Linked DNA regions of Mus musculus: region 1 is linked to region 2. Evidence: chromatin contacts called from public HiChIP or PLAC-seq data. All regions are on one chromosome and are shown on one strand. The core of a region is the stretch at or near the end of the contact, and the rest is flanking DNA. Distances in the headings are between cores, read along the strand shown.

Region 1 (3,789 bases), core at 724-3,223, 90 kb after region 2:
CATGGCCAACACCACTGACTTCTATAAGTGTGGTCTGGCATCACACACCTATGGTCCTGGCACGTGGAAGGTTGAGGCACAAAGATTCCAATTGCTTCAGGAAGAAGATGATTAGCCACCCTGGGCTACATAGTTACATACATACCTAGCTCACACATTGAGACTGTGTCCCAACAACCCAAGAGAAAAGAAGTGGACCCCGCACTTGAAGCTGCAGGAAAGGTGCTCACAGGGTATCAAGGGCAGAGCGGGTGGATTGAAGCTCAGGGCTAACAGAGGCTGCTTAGCATTACACTGTGGGCAGTGGAGTTTAGGTCTGGAGGCCTCAGATAGCAGATAAATGCTAATCACAGCAACAAAGCCACTGAACAAGACTATAACCCCCCTAGCAGACTGCTACCCACTCTCAAGAGCTGGGAAGCTTCTCACCCTTGCACGATGCCGCCGGTGAACCCCAAGTGCTCAGAAAAGGACTCCTGCAACAGGACAAGAGATGGATCAGTGCCAAGGCAGGGAGGGACTGCCCAGTCAAGCCCATGGTCCAGGCAGCTACTGCAGAGGACTGAGAGGTCACACTGGTAGTTATCTGTGGCCTGCAGGGCACAGAGTCCAGATGTGGATGTCCAGCTTGGACTCAGTGCACCAATGCCAACCCTCATGCTCTTCCTGTGAAGGATGGGAAGAAGACTATGTGATATTAGGCACCAACGTCAACACCTCAGACCACCCTGAAATGGAACGCTAAGGACTCAGAGGTCTTGAGTGACCCTGAAACTGTACACTAAGAATACTAACACATGCTTGCTTTTTAGGCAAGAGTCGAGATTCTCCAAAAGCACAGTTACTCATGATGACCGTGGCTGTGGTCACAGACCTGACTGATGTCTGTCCATCAGCACTTCATAACCTGCAGGTAAGAAGCCCTGACAGAGACACGTGTAACCTCAGGAGTGGGAACACTTCCCAAGGGAGGAGTCCCCAAACACGCAGAAAATACCTACAAGGTGACTGTTTTTTAAAGATGTATTTATTATGTATACAGTGTTCTGTCTACATGTGTCTACAGGCCAGATCTCATTAGAGATGGTCGTGAGCCACCATGTGGTTGCTGGAAATTGAACTCAGGACCTCTGGAAGAACAGCCAGTTCTCTTAACCTTTGAGCCATCTCTCCAGCCTAGAGGTGACTCTTGAGCAAATACTTCTAGAGACTTTAATTTTCAGTCCCATGATGGCTTTGCTAAACATCAGCTGAGATGTACACACCCAAAACTAGAACACCTGTTTCCTTGTCACAGGCCTGGGTTACACTGGGCAACTCCCCCCACCCCCCATAAATACCAGAAAAAGGAAAACTTGACAGATACAGGTGTAAAGACAGTGGCTAGTGAGAAGACCTTAAGTCTTTTTTGTTTGTTTGTTTCGACAGGATTTTCCTTTCTCTGTGTAGCCCTGGCTGTCCTACTTTCTCTGTAGACCAGGTTGGCCTTTACTCAAGAGATTCATCTGCTTTTGTCCCCTGAGTGCACCATGCCTGGCTGTCCTGGAACTCACAGACATCTACCTGGGTCTGCCTCCTGAGTGCTGGAACTATGGCCAGCTCCTTAGCCATTCTTAAGAACATCCTAAGGACTGAGGAGACAGATATGCCCTGCTGTACTCATGACAACCTGAGCTGGATAGCTGGCACTTAGAAGCCAGGCTTGCTGACTGATGTGAGTAACCTCAGAGCTGTGTAGAGAAAAACAGATCTGTGGAGCTCATTAGCCATCATGTCTAAAAGTTAGTGAGCTCCAAGTTCAATGAAAGATACCTCTAAAGCATAAGCCGAGGATAATAAAGGCATCAACCTCTGGCCTATTAACACATGTACACACATGGCCACAATCGTCAGGGACAAGCAGCCTAGCTCTGCCACCAAGAGCCAGGACTCTGGGCTGTGGCCTTACCTCGATGTGCTGGAACATGTAGGGGTGGTTGCAGATCTTACGCAGTTGCATAATAGTGTTCATCAGTGTCTTGGTGCCACCTTTGCCCTGCAGAGGCACATGAGATGGTCAAAACGGAATCCTGCCTTTAGGGCAAGATGGAGGTGGGCAAGATTGGGCAGGGTGGTAGAAGAATGGCCCAGAGCAAGCTGGTGGTTATCTTTGTAGCCCTGTTACGGAAGGGAGTTCTCTGAGAAGACCTAAGAGACTAACTGGCACAAGAACTGAATGGAAGCAAACATAGCAAACAGCAAAGGGTAAGCACACTCACAGTACAGCTACACAAAGAAGGGTACAGTGATCTGTACTAGGGAGGGAAGCAAGGAGCGCAATGCTCCAACGCACAGGTAAGAAAGGGGCTGAACAACAGACACACACCTAAGGCCATGGCTAGGATGCTGGGTACGGATTGCAGGGACTAGTAATTCCCTGGGGGACAAGCCCAGGCTTGCTTAGAGGAGGTGTAGAATGACACTCTTGAGTGCTCCCAAGAGAGCAGTGGCTCCCCCTCCCACTCTTTCCAATGTCGGGATGCCCCCAGTAATAGAAAGAGGAAGGGTGCAGAGGCCATGACAGATAAGGCTGCTGGGTAAGTAAAGTTCCATAGGACTATTCCCACTCTGCATCAGTCAGCCCAGGGCTTCCTGCTGTCTCGAGGAAGGCAGGTACTCAAACAAGGGCAACTCCAGAAAGCAGTCTAGTAAGCATCCTCAAAGGATACATTACAGCTGTGGCTGTTTGAATGCCTGAGGGATGGGGCCAAACGAAGTCTCCTGGGCAGAGTACCAATTCAATTCTCAGATCCCATGGTGCTCTTCATCTACCCTCTCCCTTTAGACAATCGTGAAATAGATAAAGAGGAACCTGGAACAAACCTTCTTGTCCTTCTCGGAGCCGTCAGTCAGCAGCACACCTTTGGCCTGCATGTGACGGTACAGCACACGCTGCAGGGCTGACATGTCGCATTTGATGACATACTCTACCTGTGGAGCAAAGAACACTCTCAGGCCATACAAACTTAAACTGGGTTGCCTGTGCCACCAAGTGGACCCTTGTGACCAGCACTCTGATTAGGACATGGGGTATGAGGGAGGAGCCCTCAAAGTAGGGAGATCTGGGAAGAGGAGGAGATTCTGGGTCAAAATTCTGGAAGGCTTTCCACAGCTTGTCAGAAAATAAACGGTGAAGTCAACCAGAGAGGCAAGCCAAGTGTGGGTGCATAGAGCAGAGGGCCCACACCACTGATACCACTCAGTAGATCCAACCTGAGTCCTAGCCTCTGTCTGTGGACAGGAGTTTGGACAAGGACACAGCAAGCATGAGTGTGACAAAGTTCGGTTCTGACCCAGGTCCTGGCTTTGCTGCACAGTGGTGTGAGTCACCACTCCAATTCCATGGAGCGGGTCCAGGGAAGGATCACCTGACTACACTCTCCCTGGGAACAGCCCCACAAATGGCACCTGTGGCTTCTGCCAACACCAACCTTCTCAGGGAGCTGGGCTTCAACTTCCTTCTTGAGCCGCCGCAGCAGGAAGGGCCGCAGAACTTTGTGTAGGCGACGAATAATGAGGATAGTCTCCTCTTCATTCAGGTCCACCTGGGAGCCAGACAGTAAATTATAACAATTCCTCCAAAAGTGGGGGGCAGGGCATAGGAAGGGCAGCTGTGTCATGGACAGCAGCTGTCACTTGGTACCCCTGTGCCCTCTGGGAGAAGAGGAAGACATTCATCCTTGGGAAAATGAAAATCTTCTGCCTTTTGTGTAATTTATGAAATGCCTAATGGCCAGGTACCATGCTTAC
Region 2 (3,532 bases), core at 213-2,712:
ACACACCTTTAATCCCAGCACTTGGGAGGCAGAGGCAGGCAGGTTCTGAGTTCGAGGCCAGCCTGGTCTACAATGTTAGTTCCAGGACAGCCAGGGCTATACAGAGAAACCCTGTCTCAAACCCCCCCCCCAAAAAAAAAAAAAAAAAGACATTGGATCTCACTACAGATGGTTGTGAGCCACCATGTGGTTGCTGGAAATTGAACTCAGAACCTCTGGGAAAGCAGTGAGTGAGTGCTCTTAACCGCTGAGCCATCTCTCCAGCTCTGGGGTATAGGTATTTAAGGAGACAGGGTTCACTTTGTAGTTCAGGCTGGTCTGGAATTCACTCAGCACTCTGGAGTCCCATGAATGGCAATTCCTCTTCCTTAGGCTCCTGATTCCTGAGCCACCATGCTCAGCTTCGGGGTTCACTGCTCTTGTTGCCCAGGCTGGCCTGGAATTTACCTCCATCCTCAAGCTCCCATCACCTGAGTGCTACATGCTAGATACATGCTAGACTCCTACTTAAAGATTTTATTTTATTTTATTTTTGAGACAAGGTCTCTATATAATCCTGGCTCTCCTGGAGCTTTATTTGTAGACCAGGCTGGCCTCAAACTCTGGGATCTGCCTGCCTCTGCCTTCCCAGAACATTGGATGCTCTTGTAGAGAACCAGGGTTTGGCTCCCAGCACCACATGATGGCTCACAACCATCCATATCTAGCTCCAAGTGGTCAGATGCCCTTTTATGACCTCTGCTGACACATACATACATGTAGGCAAAACGTTTACCCATACACATTAAAGAAAGAGAAATAAGCCTAAAAAATAGAGACTGGTGAATGATTGTGGTGGCATGTTCCTATAATCCAACCACTAGGAGGCAGAGGTAGATGGATCTCTAACAAAGAGCTCCTGGACAGCCAGTTCTACATAGTCTCAACATCTCACAGCTCACACATCCCAACCCCCGCCAAGAAAAAAATAAACCCAATGAATCCCAGTTTTATGTATAATTAATATATTCCTAAAGTAAACTAAAAAAAAAAAACAAGCAAAAATAATAAACCATCCGTTACATTGCCCTTCAAGCAGCGACTGATACCTGCAAATTTCTCTAAGAGTCGCGCAGCTTTCCAGTTTACGCATGCGCAACAGACTCCTAACGCCCTGGACTCTCCCCGGAGTTCATAGCCCGACAATCGACGCACGCGTACCAGGCCAATCGCAAACTGGCCACGTGTGACACGCCCCCCCCCCGCGCCGCCGCCCCCCCCCCTCCCCCGCCTACGATGATTGATCCTCACACCTGAGTGACAGAAGAAATTTCGCACAGGATCTCCACAAAATGGCCGCTCCTTCCGAAGCGCTCTGTCCCCTCGCTGATTGAGTCCTGCAGGAGACGGACGTAGGAACGATCCAATGAGACTTATGCGCTCTGGGGAGGGGGCGGGGCCCGTGGTGAGACGAATTTGCGCGGGTTCGGACTCGGCGCGATCAGTCATGGCGGCTTTCCGCGACATGGTGGAGGTGAGCAACTGGCTACTGAGCCTGCTGGGGGCCAACCGCGCCGAGGCGCAGCAGCGGCGGCTGCTCGGGAGCTACGAGCAGATGATGGAGCGGCTGCTGGAGATGCAGGACGGCGCCTACCGGCAGCTTCGGGGTGAGGGCCGGTCCCCTGCGCCCCAGCCCCGGGGGACTTCTCGGGGGGAGCTGGTACTCCTGGGCCTCAGTTTCCCCATCTGACAATTGCCATGGCTCAGAGGCGTCCAGATAAGTGTCATAGCTCACAATGCGCGACTCTATACGATCGTACTTCGTAGCTCAGGCGCCTTTGGAAGTCTTTATGATCCAGCCCCCACCTCCACTCCTGCTCGCCGTTCTTGAGGGTCTTCCGAGGGAGAGCAGTCACACCCGAGCCTTGATTTCTCCACCGGTGAAACCGTTGTCATGACAACGGTTGTCATCTAGGGACTTAAGCGTAATTAAATATAGAGTTAGCAGGGCACGACCCTTTATTAACTTTCCAGGACTCAGGCTTAAATGTAGCTCTGACTAGTAGAGAACTACTTAGCTGAGAAATTCAAAGAACCTTTCAGCTCCTCAGTGCCTTGGTCACAGGTGTGAGCAATCTCCCATCTCAGTGTCCTTCCCTGTCAAAGGTTTGTTTGAACTTTGTTTTGTTTTGTTTCAAGACAGGGTTTCTCTGTGTAGCCCTGGCTGTCCTGGAACTCACTCTGTAGACCAGGCTGGTCTCGAATTCAAATCCGCCTGCCTCTGCCTCCCAAGTGCTGGGATTTAAGGCATGCGCCACCACGTCCGGCCCTGGGAACATTTTTTAAAGTTTCGTGCCTTCCCAATAGACTTGTGAACAGAGCCTGCCGTGAGCTGGACCTCGGGTGACAGCAGGGAAGGAGTCCCTTGGTGGCTGGCATCCTACTGGAGAGGAGACAGGATAACATTTGTACTGCAGTGATGGGCTGAGGAGACAAATGCTTTCTATCATTAGGAGGGGTAACATGGGCGGGACTGGGGAGGGGTTTCTGCAAAGATATTGGGGGAAACCTGAAACTGTTGAGGGGGCAGGGATACACTTGACTGGCATGCATGAAACCCTGGGTTCCATGCCAGGCATGGCAGAATGGGCCTGTCAGACCAGTGTTCCAGAGACAAGCAGGAGGGTCAGGAATGGAAGGCTGGAAGGAATTCAAAGCAGCCTGATTGACAGAAGACCAAAAGTAAAATGAGAAGTTTTATCTCTGAGATTGTAGCTCAGAGAGAACACATGTGGCTACAGGAGGCCTTGGGAGCAAGCAGTAGTAATGAAGTAAAAACCTGAGGGCTGGCAGGATGGTTCACTGGGTAGAGACACTTGGTGCCTACCTGACGATGTTAAGTTTGATTCCTGGGAGCCAGGTGGTAGAACTGACCCCTGCAGCTTGTCCTCTGACCTCCACACGCAAACCTGCTGTTTCTTCTTTGAATGAGTCATTAGCGGCTTGAACATGTGCTCTTAGAATTTGGGAGACCGAAGCAGGAGGCTGCTGAGAATTCAAGGCTAACCTCAGTTACATAATTAGCTACAGAGAAACCCTCTGTCACCCTCACCCAGGTCCCACCCCACATGCCTTTTGAGGTGGGTTCTGCGTAGGTAGTACAGTGCTTGCCTAGCATGTGTGATGGAGGCTCTAAATTCAAACCCAATACCATAAGATAATTAAAATTAAGTAATTTGATGGCTATACTTTGTGACCTGCTTCTGTAGAATAATTTGGGAGGATAAGACAGAAGGATTCTTTGAGCCCAGGAGTTTGTGGCCAACCTGGACAGCACAGTGAGACCCTCATCTTATCATTCAACATCCCCTCCCCCCAAATCATAGAGTTTATAACAGAAGCTGGCGAGGGAGCTGCACACCGACACCCCCCCCCCCCCATTCAGAGATCAGAGGCCAACCTGAGCTACATAAGACTACTTCCCAAACAAAAGATACCAAGTGCGGCTTAGTGGGTAAAAGGCCTGCCCAGCACACAGAAAGTCTTGGCTTCC

Evidence for each region. HiChIP or PLAC-seq counts read pairs in DNA pulled down with a chosen protein or histone mark.
Region 1: a contact with region 2 is called in an H3K27ac HiChIP or PLAC-seq map of embryonic stem cells, with 8 read pairs. The contact joins the enhancer-like site here to the promoter of Spc24 in region 2. A contact is called at or near these places in 17 of 39 promoter capture datasets (the C10 cell line, the HPC-7 cell line, HPC-7-derived erythroid cells and 11 more), 16 of 484 Hi-C or Micro-C datasets (the 63-12 cell line, the AML12 cell line, B cells and 8 more), 14 of 115 datasets of contacts at active chromatin or transcription factors (the 230-238 cell line, DN3 thymocytes, bone marrow-derived macrophages and 7 more) and 4 of 9 other capture datasets (adipose tissue, embryonic stem cells, liver and 1 more).

What each region holds. Positions count from the first base shown.
Region 1 is chr9:21,668,730-21,672,518 of GRCm38.p6, reverse strand. Smarca4 (SWI/SNF related, matrix associated, actin dependent regulator of chromatin, subfamily a, member 4) reads right to left here. Exons shown (of 34, transcript NM_001174078.1): 20 at 3,471-3,584; 21 at 2,863-2,970; 22 at 1,949-2,035; 23 at 430-476. Among named protein-coding and RNA genes, the nearest start is that of Gm26511, 53 kb to the left of the region's middle. Within about 2 kb of position 1,973, at least 19 of the 459 cell types and tissues checked have an H3K27ac peak or open chromatin away from gene starts, as enhancers often do. A contact at or near this core is called in embryonic stem cells, hepatocytes, liver and 1 more, where this site is marked.
Region 2 is chr9:21,758,233-21,761,764 of GRCm38.p6, reverse strand. It overlaps Spc24 (SPC24, NDC80 kinetochore complex component, homolog (S. cerevisiae)), which reads left to right and starts at 1,462. Exons shown (of 5, transcript NM_026282.6): 1 at 1,462-1,646. The coding sequence starts at 1,487.